Linked DNA regions of Gossypium hirsutum: all the other regions are linked to region 3. The links are chromatin contacts, called in public Hi-C maps. All regions are on one chromosome and are shown on one strand. The core of a region is the stretch at or near the end of the contact, and the rest is flanking DNA. Distances in the headings are between cores, read along the strand shown. Region 1 holds the start of LOC121211442. Region 2 holds the start of LOC107934503. Region 3 holds the start of LOC121210977.

Evidence for each region. A called contact is a pair of places that touch in the nucleus more often than the background predicts.
Region 1: a Hi-C map of leaf shows a contact between it and region 3, with 2.7 times the contacts expected there. The contact joins the promoter of LOC121211442 here to the promoter of LOC121210977 in region 3. A contact is called at or near these places in 7 of 34 Hi-C or Micro-C datasets (callus and leaf).
Region 2: a contact with region 3 is called in a Hi-C map of leaf, with 1.9 times the contacts expected there. The contact joins the promoter of LOC107934503 here to the promoter of LOC121210977 in region 3. A contact is called at or near these places in 3 of 34 Hi-C or Micro-C datasets (hypocotyl and leaf).

What each region holds. Positions count from the first base shown.
Region 1 is chrA12:91,375,516-91,378,379 of Gossypium_hirsutum_v2.1, forward strand. LOC121211442 reads right to left here and starts at 1,525. Exons shown (of 2, transcript XM_041084209.1): 1 at 713-1,525; 2 at 500-619. The coding sequence starts at 1,525. The coding sequence ends at 500.
Region 2 is chrA12:91,401,648-91,404,703 of Gossypium_hirsutum_v2.1, forward strand. LOC107934503 reads left to right here and starts at 1,639. Exons shown (of 1, transcript XM_016866950.2): 1 at 1,639-2,963. The coding sequence starts at 1,639. The coding sequence ends at 1,989. LOC107934512 reads right to left here. Exons shown (of 2, transcript XM_016866957.2): 2 at 2,770-3,056.
Region 3 is chrA12:91,097,359-91,100,211 of Gossypium_hirsutum_v2.1, forward strand. LOC121210977 reads left to right here and starts at 1,551. Exons shown (of 3, transcript XM_041083060.1): 1 at 1,551-2,081; 2 at 2,241-2,318; 3 at 2,440-2,848. The coding sequence starts at 1,907. The coding sequence ends at 2,750. LOC121210976 (receptor protein kinase-like protein ZAR1) reads left to right here. Exons shown (of 2, transcript XM_041083059.1): 2 at 1-492. The coding sequence ends at 148.

The sequences.
Region 1 (2,864 bases), core at 275-2,774, 280 kb after region 3:
AGTCTCAATATGATATCCATTTTGGCGAATATCTTTAAACCTCAATAAATTTCTTTGAGACTTAGGGGAGTATAATGCATTAATAATTTCAATTTTTGTTCCCCTTGGTAATAAAATAATTGCTCTTCCGGAGCCTTCTATAAAAGTTGTACTACCAGATATAGTGCTCACACTTTCTTCTTTCATTATTAAATGAGAAAAATATCTCTTGTCTTTCAGTATGGTGTGAGTAGTTGCACTGTCTGCTAGACATATATTTTCACCATTCATAGCTGATTGCCTTTGCGAGATTATGTTCTTCAAAGAAACAACATAACCACAAAATGTCACACATAATGGTTAAAATAGGTATTCAAAGTTCAAATTACTAAAAGGTCTATAAAACAAAATTATCACATAAAACATAGCACTAGTAAAGGTCATAACATCATTATTAAAGTTGCTAAGTGAAACATAGAGTAGTAGAGGTTTATTTTATTATTTATCGAAATTTGTGGCCTTAATAATTTCCTTCAGGGGTAGAAAGAAAATCAGCCACTTCTAAATGGGTTGCATTGCCATCATCAAAATCACCTTCGCCATCTTTATACACAAGATTGGTTTCTACTTTCTTTCCCTTCTGTTTTATGGACTGCTGATAAAGATCAACTAGATACTTTTGTGTGCGACACATACGAGACTAATGTCCTTTTCCTCCACAACTATAGCATACATGAGTCACATTTTCACCTTTTTCTTTCTTTTCACTGTTACCATTTTTCCGATCCCACTTCTGGTAGGAATGTGAATTTTTAAAATGACCACCTCGACCATATCCATATCTATGTCTGCGGCCACGCCCTTGGCCACGACCACGGCCACGGCCACGCACACTACTATTTGCATGGTGTGTTTCTTTTAATTCTTGCCCATTATGTAAACTCACATTCGCTTCAGGGAATGGAGTAGAGCCAGTTGGGCGTAATTCATGGTTTTTCATTAGCAGCTCGTTGTTTTGCTCCGCCACTAGGAGACAAGAAATTAATTCAGAATATTTCTGGAAGCCTTTTTCACGATATTGTGTCTGCAGGACAACATTATTTACATGGAAAGTTGAGTATGTTTTTTCTAACATTTCTGCATCAGTAATATTCTCTGCACATAAATTCAATTGTGAAGTGATTTTGAACATGGCCGAGTTATAATCACTAACAGACTTAAAGTCTTGCAATCTTAAATTCAGCCACTCATAACGAGCTTTAGGCAAAATCACAATTTTATGATGGTCATATCTTTCCTTTAGATTGGCCCAAAGAATTTGAGGGTCCTTAACAGTCAAATATTCGGTCTTTAGACCTTCATGGAGGTGATAGCGAAGGAAAATCATCGCATTGGCCTTATCTTGTGTACTTTCTTCATTTCCCTCCTTAATAGTCTCATTAAGACCCTTTGCATCTAAGTGAATTTCAACATCTAGTACCCATGATAAATAGTTATTTCCAGTGATGTCCAGATCCACAAATTCGAGTTTTGTAAGATTTGACATTATAAACTATAAGACAAAATATACAAGTCCATAATGTAAAATAAAGCATGTTAATATGCAAATGAAATAACACATATGCAAATGAAATAGATCAACTTGTTACCATTACTTCACCTAAGCGTCCTTCGGCAATCTTTAAGGAAAAATTTGTTGGCCTTGATTTCTTGTATTAGAGACTCGTGCTGATAATGTGTTGTGAAATAATAAAGAAAGAATAAACTAAAATGTGATAGAAGAAAGAGTGTAGAGAGAATATAGAAAAGAGAGTGTATCTTTATATATATATATATATATTTTCATGAGTATATGAGCCTCATATATATAGGGGTTAAAAGTAACTCTCTAATTATTATAGGGCATGTAAAGGGTCATGACCTTTTATCTCCCATATTAATAGGGTATAGGAAAAATCTCATAACTTATGGGGTATAGGAAGAGTTTTATAACTTATGGGGTTGATAATGACATCCACATAAATATTTCATAACAAAAACACATATTTATAAATTAAAAAAATCATAATTATGTAAACAAAATTTAAAAAAAAAACATAAAAGTTGGTAATAAACAAAACACGTACTTGATACTGTGTGAACTGATAACTGATACATATGGATATAAATGCTTAACCACATCTATAAAAGTAGATTTTTCTGTATTTATTAACACTGGCTTGGTGCTTCCGAAAGGAGGAGATTGAAATGCTTAATAGCAGGCAGCTATTGCTCTATATTATGTGAAGCCTACAAAATTGTTGTAAAGCCCAGAGAAGAAATGCAGATAAAATTAAGGAGCCCCTTAACCTTATACAAAACTGAAAATCTGATCCATTCCTTCCACTTTAAAATGGTGGTAACCATGTCATGCCAACGGGGCTTCTTACTTTCTTTGTGTATTATTGGCTTTTATGAAAAATAGATTGTAGTTGCAAACCTTGACTGAGCTGAATAGATCTCATCTCCTCACCATTTATCAGAACAGAATCTGACACCGTTAAGAAGAATTGAAATGATGATCCATGGTTTGAAGTCCGAATAATACCCTATTGTATTCATACAGACATCATTTAGGAAGAACATGATCTGGTCCTTCAAGATTGAAAAGAACAGAATCTGACACCGTTGAGAAGAATTGAAATGATGATCCATGGTTTGAAGTCTGAAGAATACTCTATTGTATTCATACAGACATCATTTAAGAAGAACATGATCTGGTCCGTCAAGATTGAAAAACAAACTTTGTTTCTACTCTATTAATTGGTTGAAACCTGTGTGGCTTTGACGTGATGGAGTGAGTTCTCAATATGTATAGTCACGGAAAAGCCCATACAAAATTCAGG
Region 2 (3,056 bases), core at 389-2,888, 300 kb after region 3:
TTAGTGTAAATTTGTTGCAAACAATTTATTCTTTTTATTCAACTATGTTTTTGCTCGTGTGATGTACAAATGTATTAATCAATTTTTTAGAATTGATGATTTGAAAAAAAAAATTATGTACCGAAATATACGTGGACAATTTATTAACTTATTAACTTACTCACCATCATATTATCCACGTGGACAATCTCAAGAGGTTTTTTTTAAGTTAAACTTATGTTGTTTAAGTTTAGATTTGTTTTAAATTTAACTTAATTTAATTTTATACCATTATATTATCCACGTGGAATTGATGATTTGAAAAAAAATCATGTATCAAATTTTTATTAGTTGGTTTTGCATTTACAAAGTGTGTTAACTCCAAGTACCATAATAATACACAGATAGATAGTCCATGTACCACATTAATATTTTTCAAAGTATAAGTACCAAATTGAACATCTTATAAAAGTACAACTACCAAATAATATACAAATTGATAATTTAAGTACCATATTGGACTTTTCAAAGTATAAGCACCATATTAGACATTTTATAAAAGTACAGATGCCAAATGTGATATTATTCCTAATAATAATAAGGGTTAATATATCTTTTGCCATTGATCTTGGCCACTTGTACATAATTGGTACCTTTTTCTTTTTTACCTAATACCTAAACTTCAATTTTGTTACATACTTTGGTAACACTCTTAAATTACGCTAACATAGCACTTATGATAAATAGTATGGTGACACATGGCAATCCTATGTGGCAAAAAAATGTTATTGAATTAAAAATACATCAAATTTAATATTTTATAAAATCTATTCCGCATCATATTTTATAAAATATCATAATTTGTATAAAATATGTTTCATATAAAAACTATAAAATCTATAAATATATAATTGTATTTTTAATTTCATAATAATATAAAAATCTAATATTTTATTAAAACTAAAATTATATAAAATTGCTATAAAAATGTTTGGAATGAACCTCAACAAATAGTTTTTCGAGTTCAAACGTATCTGAACAATTACTTGTCTAGGTTCATTCTTTATGCTAAAAAATATAATTTTTTATAATTTTAAATATTACTTTTTATTTTTTTAATTTTTGCGATATGTTAAAATATGTACTGTCATGAATTATCATACTATTGGTCATTATTATCACATTAGTATATTTTAATTATGTTGCAGTATCAATGTATGACCAAATTAAAAATTAGGTACTAATTAAATACAGATGATGAAACTCAGAGACAAAACATATATTAGCTCTTATTTTTATTAGACGGAGACCTCCAATTTTTTAATATACATAGACCTCCATTTTCAATTGGCCGATAACATGATTTTCAATTAACAAGTGCAACTTCCTTCTCCCCATTTGTCACGCCCTAGGACAAATCCTTGTGGGTTTACGCTGTCAAAATTTTGAGTGCATTGATTATGTTGGTAAGTAGGCGTTTCCCTAGTAAAGGTGAGAATGGGATTGTTTTCTTTTAAATTTAATTTACTTGAACAGCACATATTCTCTGCAGATTCTGGTTGTGCATTTGTCCATCGATATAACGCTTTGGGTAAAGCATGGGAAGCAAGTTATTCCCAGCAGTACAAATGGGGCGGCTGTTGTGAATCCAAATGACTTAATCCCCTAAACTCCGCCCCACACTACCCACCACTTTCTTTGCACACACATATATATATACCCTCTCACTCTCTCCCTCAAACTCACAAACCTTCACCGAGTTGTCTGGGACTTCGTCGTTATTTAAAAGAAGAAAAAACAATAGCGGATTGGGGACCTGTTTTTGTGGCAATGGTGTTGTTCGTGCTGCTAACCCCAGGGCTGTTGTTTCAGGTTCCAGGGCACCATAGGTGCGTGGAGTTTGGGAATTTTAAGACAAGTGGTGCTTCGGTTCTAATCCATTCTCTGCTGTATTTTGGGCCAATCTGTGTCTTCTTGCTTGCTGTTAAGGTTCACTTGTATCTAGGTTGATCATGCATTATCTGATTCAGGATGTTATGAAGTATTTATAAACTTGTTATGTCACTCTGCTTGCTTCGTGTTCTAATGTTGAGTCTTGAGCTTAATCCCCACGAAAATCTAAGCTCTCTCGCGTTTTGTTAATCCTGTGTTTTTTCAATTAAGAAAAGTTCCATTGCGTCTTTGGAGTATTATTAAGCTACACACTACATTTCGACTAATAGATACTTGAGTATTAAAAATAAATAAAAAACCTCACTTGTCATTTTATGTTTTGTATGTTACACAGTGTTTTAAGATATATCTATGATTTTTGACATATTTCATCCATCTTCTTCTTCTACAATGAATGGTCTTCGTAATAACAAAGTTGAATTGTGGCCAATGCTAATCACTGTAACTGACCAAACAAAGAAGAAGGCATTTGGGTTGTGAATGATGTAATCCACATTTCTCATTTCTGGATAAGCATTATCCATGCTTAAGCTATTTAAACACACTTGCATTTCAAATCAATTTACTTCTCTTTAAAAGTCTTTTTCTTTCAACCAAATACAATAAGAAAAGGAAACCATTTCATCACTTGCCTGGAACAGAGTAAGAGGGAAGAGCCAAGATGAAGCTCTTTTTTTTTAGATTTTATAATATTTTTTAAAAAATAAGAAAATCAAATTTGATGAATTGAATAGATCAACGCAAAAATTCCCGCCGCCTTCATCTTACAAAATTACTTCTTTATATAATTATTTCTCTAACAGTTTTTCTTTTTTTTTTTTAAAGGCTTACCTCATAGAAAAGAAATGGGAATCAATCAACCCTCCCATGTTTTTTTTTAATGGTAAATAAGAAGAATACAAAATACACATTTAAATACTTTACAAAGTCACTCGCTATTTGTCTATTTCAGCTACACAAGGAAGCTATATTCACATATTTCAGTTAATATTTGAAGCAAAGACCTATCCACATTTCCTGCATTAATACTCGAAGAAACCTGCTAAACTCTTTTTCCCCGTGTGTGGCACCTTCACAATAACTCCAATGCTGCTCCATTCTTTTAAGGCATCCTGACTCTTTGC
Region 3 (2,853 bases), core at 301-2,800:
GGTGGATCCGATGTTATTACAAGAAGTGCATTCCAAGAAGGAAGTGTTAGCTGTTTTTCATGTAGCGCTTGCATGCACTGAAGCAGACCCTGAGATTCGACCCAGGATGAAAACTGTTTCCGAGAATCTTGAAAGAATTGGAACATAAATTAACAACACACATATATAAGCTTGTTTTGTCTTTTGTCTGTGAAATAACATGGTATACTGATTTTTGTTAGGGGTCGAAGATTAACTATATTCATTCCTCTAAATGGTTTTCCAGATTAGGCCCAAAATTTTCTTGAAAATTCAACTGTCTCGGGAGAGCCAATAGGAGACAATGTGTCCTTTCTTGGCTACAATTTTTTTTTTTTTGTAATTTTAAATTTCTGTTTATCCCTGGGATGTGATTGTAATAATTTCTTTCTTTTCTAACAATTCAAGGCCACAGTGCTAAGGCATTAATTCTATCTGTGTAGGGTTAAATGCACATTTCATGGGTTAAGTAAATCATTTTTGTTAGATATTATTTTTCTGACATTAAGTTTGACCCTTTTACTTAACACTGTTGATCATATGGCAAGTGTATCCTATAAGGCCATGGAATTTGAGAAGAAAAAACTAGTACTCAGATTTAATGTTTTTAGGAAAATAAATAAACCATGAGGGAACTCGCCAGTTAGTTGGCAACTTCCAACTCTTAATAGAAAAAGTAAATATAGATGAAAGTTGAAACTCAACCATTCTAGACTTCTAACGAAATTAAGAGTATAGTCTTATTAGAAAACTCATTAATCTAACTTAACAATTACAATCCACATTCAATACTTATACTCCAGAAATGAATCATTAACAAAGTAGAAAACTACCCTTAACTACTTAACTAACAATGAATTGCTCTTAATTAATTCAAGTTACTTAGTTACTTCTGATATTCCCCCTCCAGACTCAATAGCAATCACATTCATCTTAGCATGACAACAAGAAAAAACACCTATGGTTAACGGTTTGGTCTACTTGATCATTCCCAGGTACATAGTTGACCTGAAGTTGTCGCTGAGCACCTTGTCACGCACAAAATGTAAGTCAAGCTCAACATGCTTAACATGAGCATGTAGCACTGGATTTGCTGCCAAGGACACCGTGCTGGAATTATCACACCAAATTACTGGTATGCCTTTAATCTTCACACATATTTCATCCAGCAGAGAACGAAATCATGTCAATTCGGATGTTGCATTAGCTGCACTTCTATACTCGACTTCTGAGGTGGCCAACACTAAGTTCTGTTGAGATGTGGCGTTATACTTGTTGGTATAACAAAATCAAAGTTGAATTCTTCAGTCTTTGGTGATCCCTACAATACAATACAATACAACGGGATCTGAAAATTATTCAAAGCAAAGCAAAGATAAGAAAAGAACTGTCAAGTTGATCTGGATTCAGGGTTCCTTTTATACACTGAACTTAGCATACAAGTTTGGAACGAGGTTAATGTCGGTAAAGCAAAGTTAAAACAAATCCAAAAAAGAGGAATGATGAAACCACCCCCACAAACAACCTTTATTTCTTTTCCTGCAACGGCCATGAAAATAATAGTTCAGTAAGAAAGGTATCAATCAAACAAAGATAATGGCACAGTATAAAGGCCAAATTAAGAGATCATTGATTATGGATGGACCCAAGCTAGCAAGCAGTGATATTTCTTTGCTTTTAAGAGCAATCAGCTCCCCACTCCCTTCCCCTCATTTTGGTTGATTTAATTCAAGCAAAAAAAAAAAAAAAGAAGCTAAAATCCCATATTCCTATCCTTTCTCTCTCAATTTTCTTCTCTTTTTTTCTTGGCTTGCATTGAAGAAAAACAGGCTGGTTAAAGTGCCGCCTCATGAATGTGTAGGAGACACAGTCATTGTCGCAAAAAGACATGGGCAATTGCGCTAGAGTTTGCAAGAACAAAGATGCTATAGACATGAATCTTAGTGCCCAAATTCAATCCCCCACTAAGAAGAACATTGCCAGAAAGGAGCGCTCCATTGCTGAACTCGGTTCCAGGCGTCAGCCATCATCAATGGAACAAGAAATTAGTTTTCGAGACTCGAGTTTGTTCCTTAACCTGGCTTTCTTAACATTTATTTTCTTTTTTTGTCATCAATGGATTATTACATTATGCAGATCTTTAACCTTTATTATTGCCTGGAAACTAATTTACTCAAGTTTTTAACATATCTAACTGAAGTGTGTCTATCATTTCTATGCAGGTAACACAGAGGAGAAGTTTTTTGATTCCATCCAATGGTTAGAATCTGACAGTGAAGATTTCTTCAGTGTGAATGGTGGTGAGATTTTCCCTAATTTTGTTGAGACAAACTATTTTCATTTCCCCATAATAATAGCATTGCTAAGTTTCTTAACTTCAAAATCACATCGTTGCTTTTGACAAAGCTTGGTTTCATCCAGATTCTACTTTTTCTTGCGGAAATAGCCCTAAAAACCGGAAAACCTTGAAGGAAAATTCTCCCACAGATACAAAGAAGCAACTAATTGAGTTATTTAGAGAGAGCTCTAATGATGATGATGATGATGCTGTGAATAATTACACAAATATGAAAGATGAGTTGGAAGACAAAGCTGAAATGCTGAACAAGCTTCCAAAGTCAAGAAGCAGAAGTGCGCATGAATCCATCTCCAACTCCGTTGGCAGTAATGAAGCAAGATGCTCCCCTGGGGAAAAAAAATCAGCCCACCAAACATGGGCTTTAATGAGATAAAGAAAGGGCTAATAAACCCTCACAATAACTGATATTTATTCTGTATAAATCTCTTGTAAACAATCTACAATCTCAAAATTGAAAATGGTTCAACTCTAGTTTT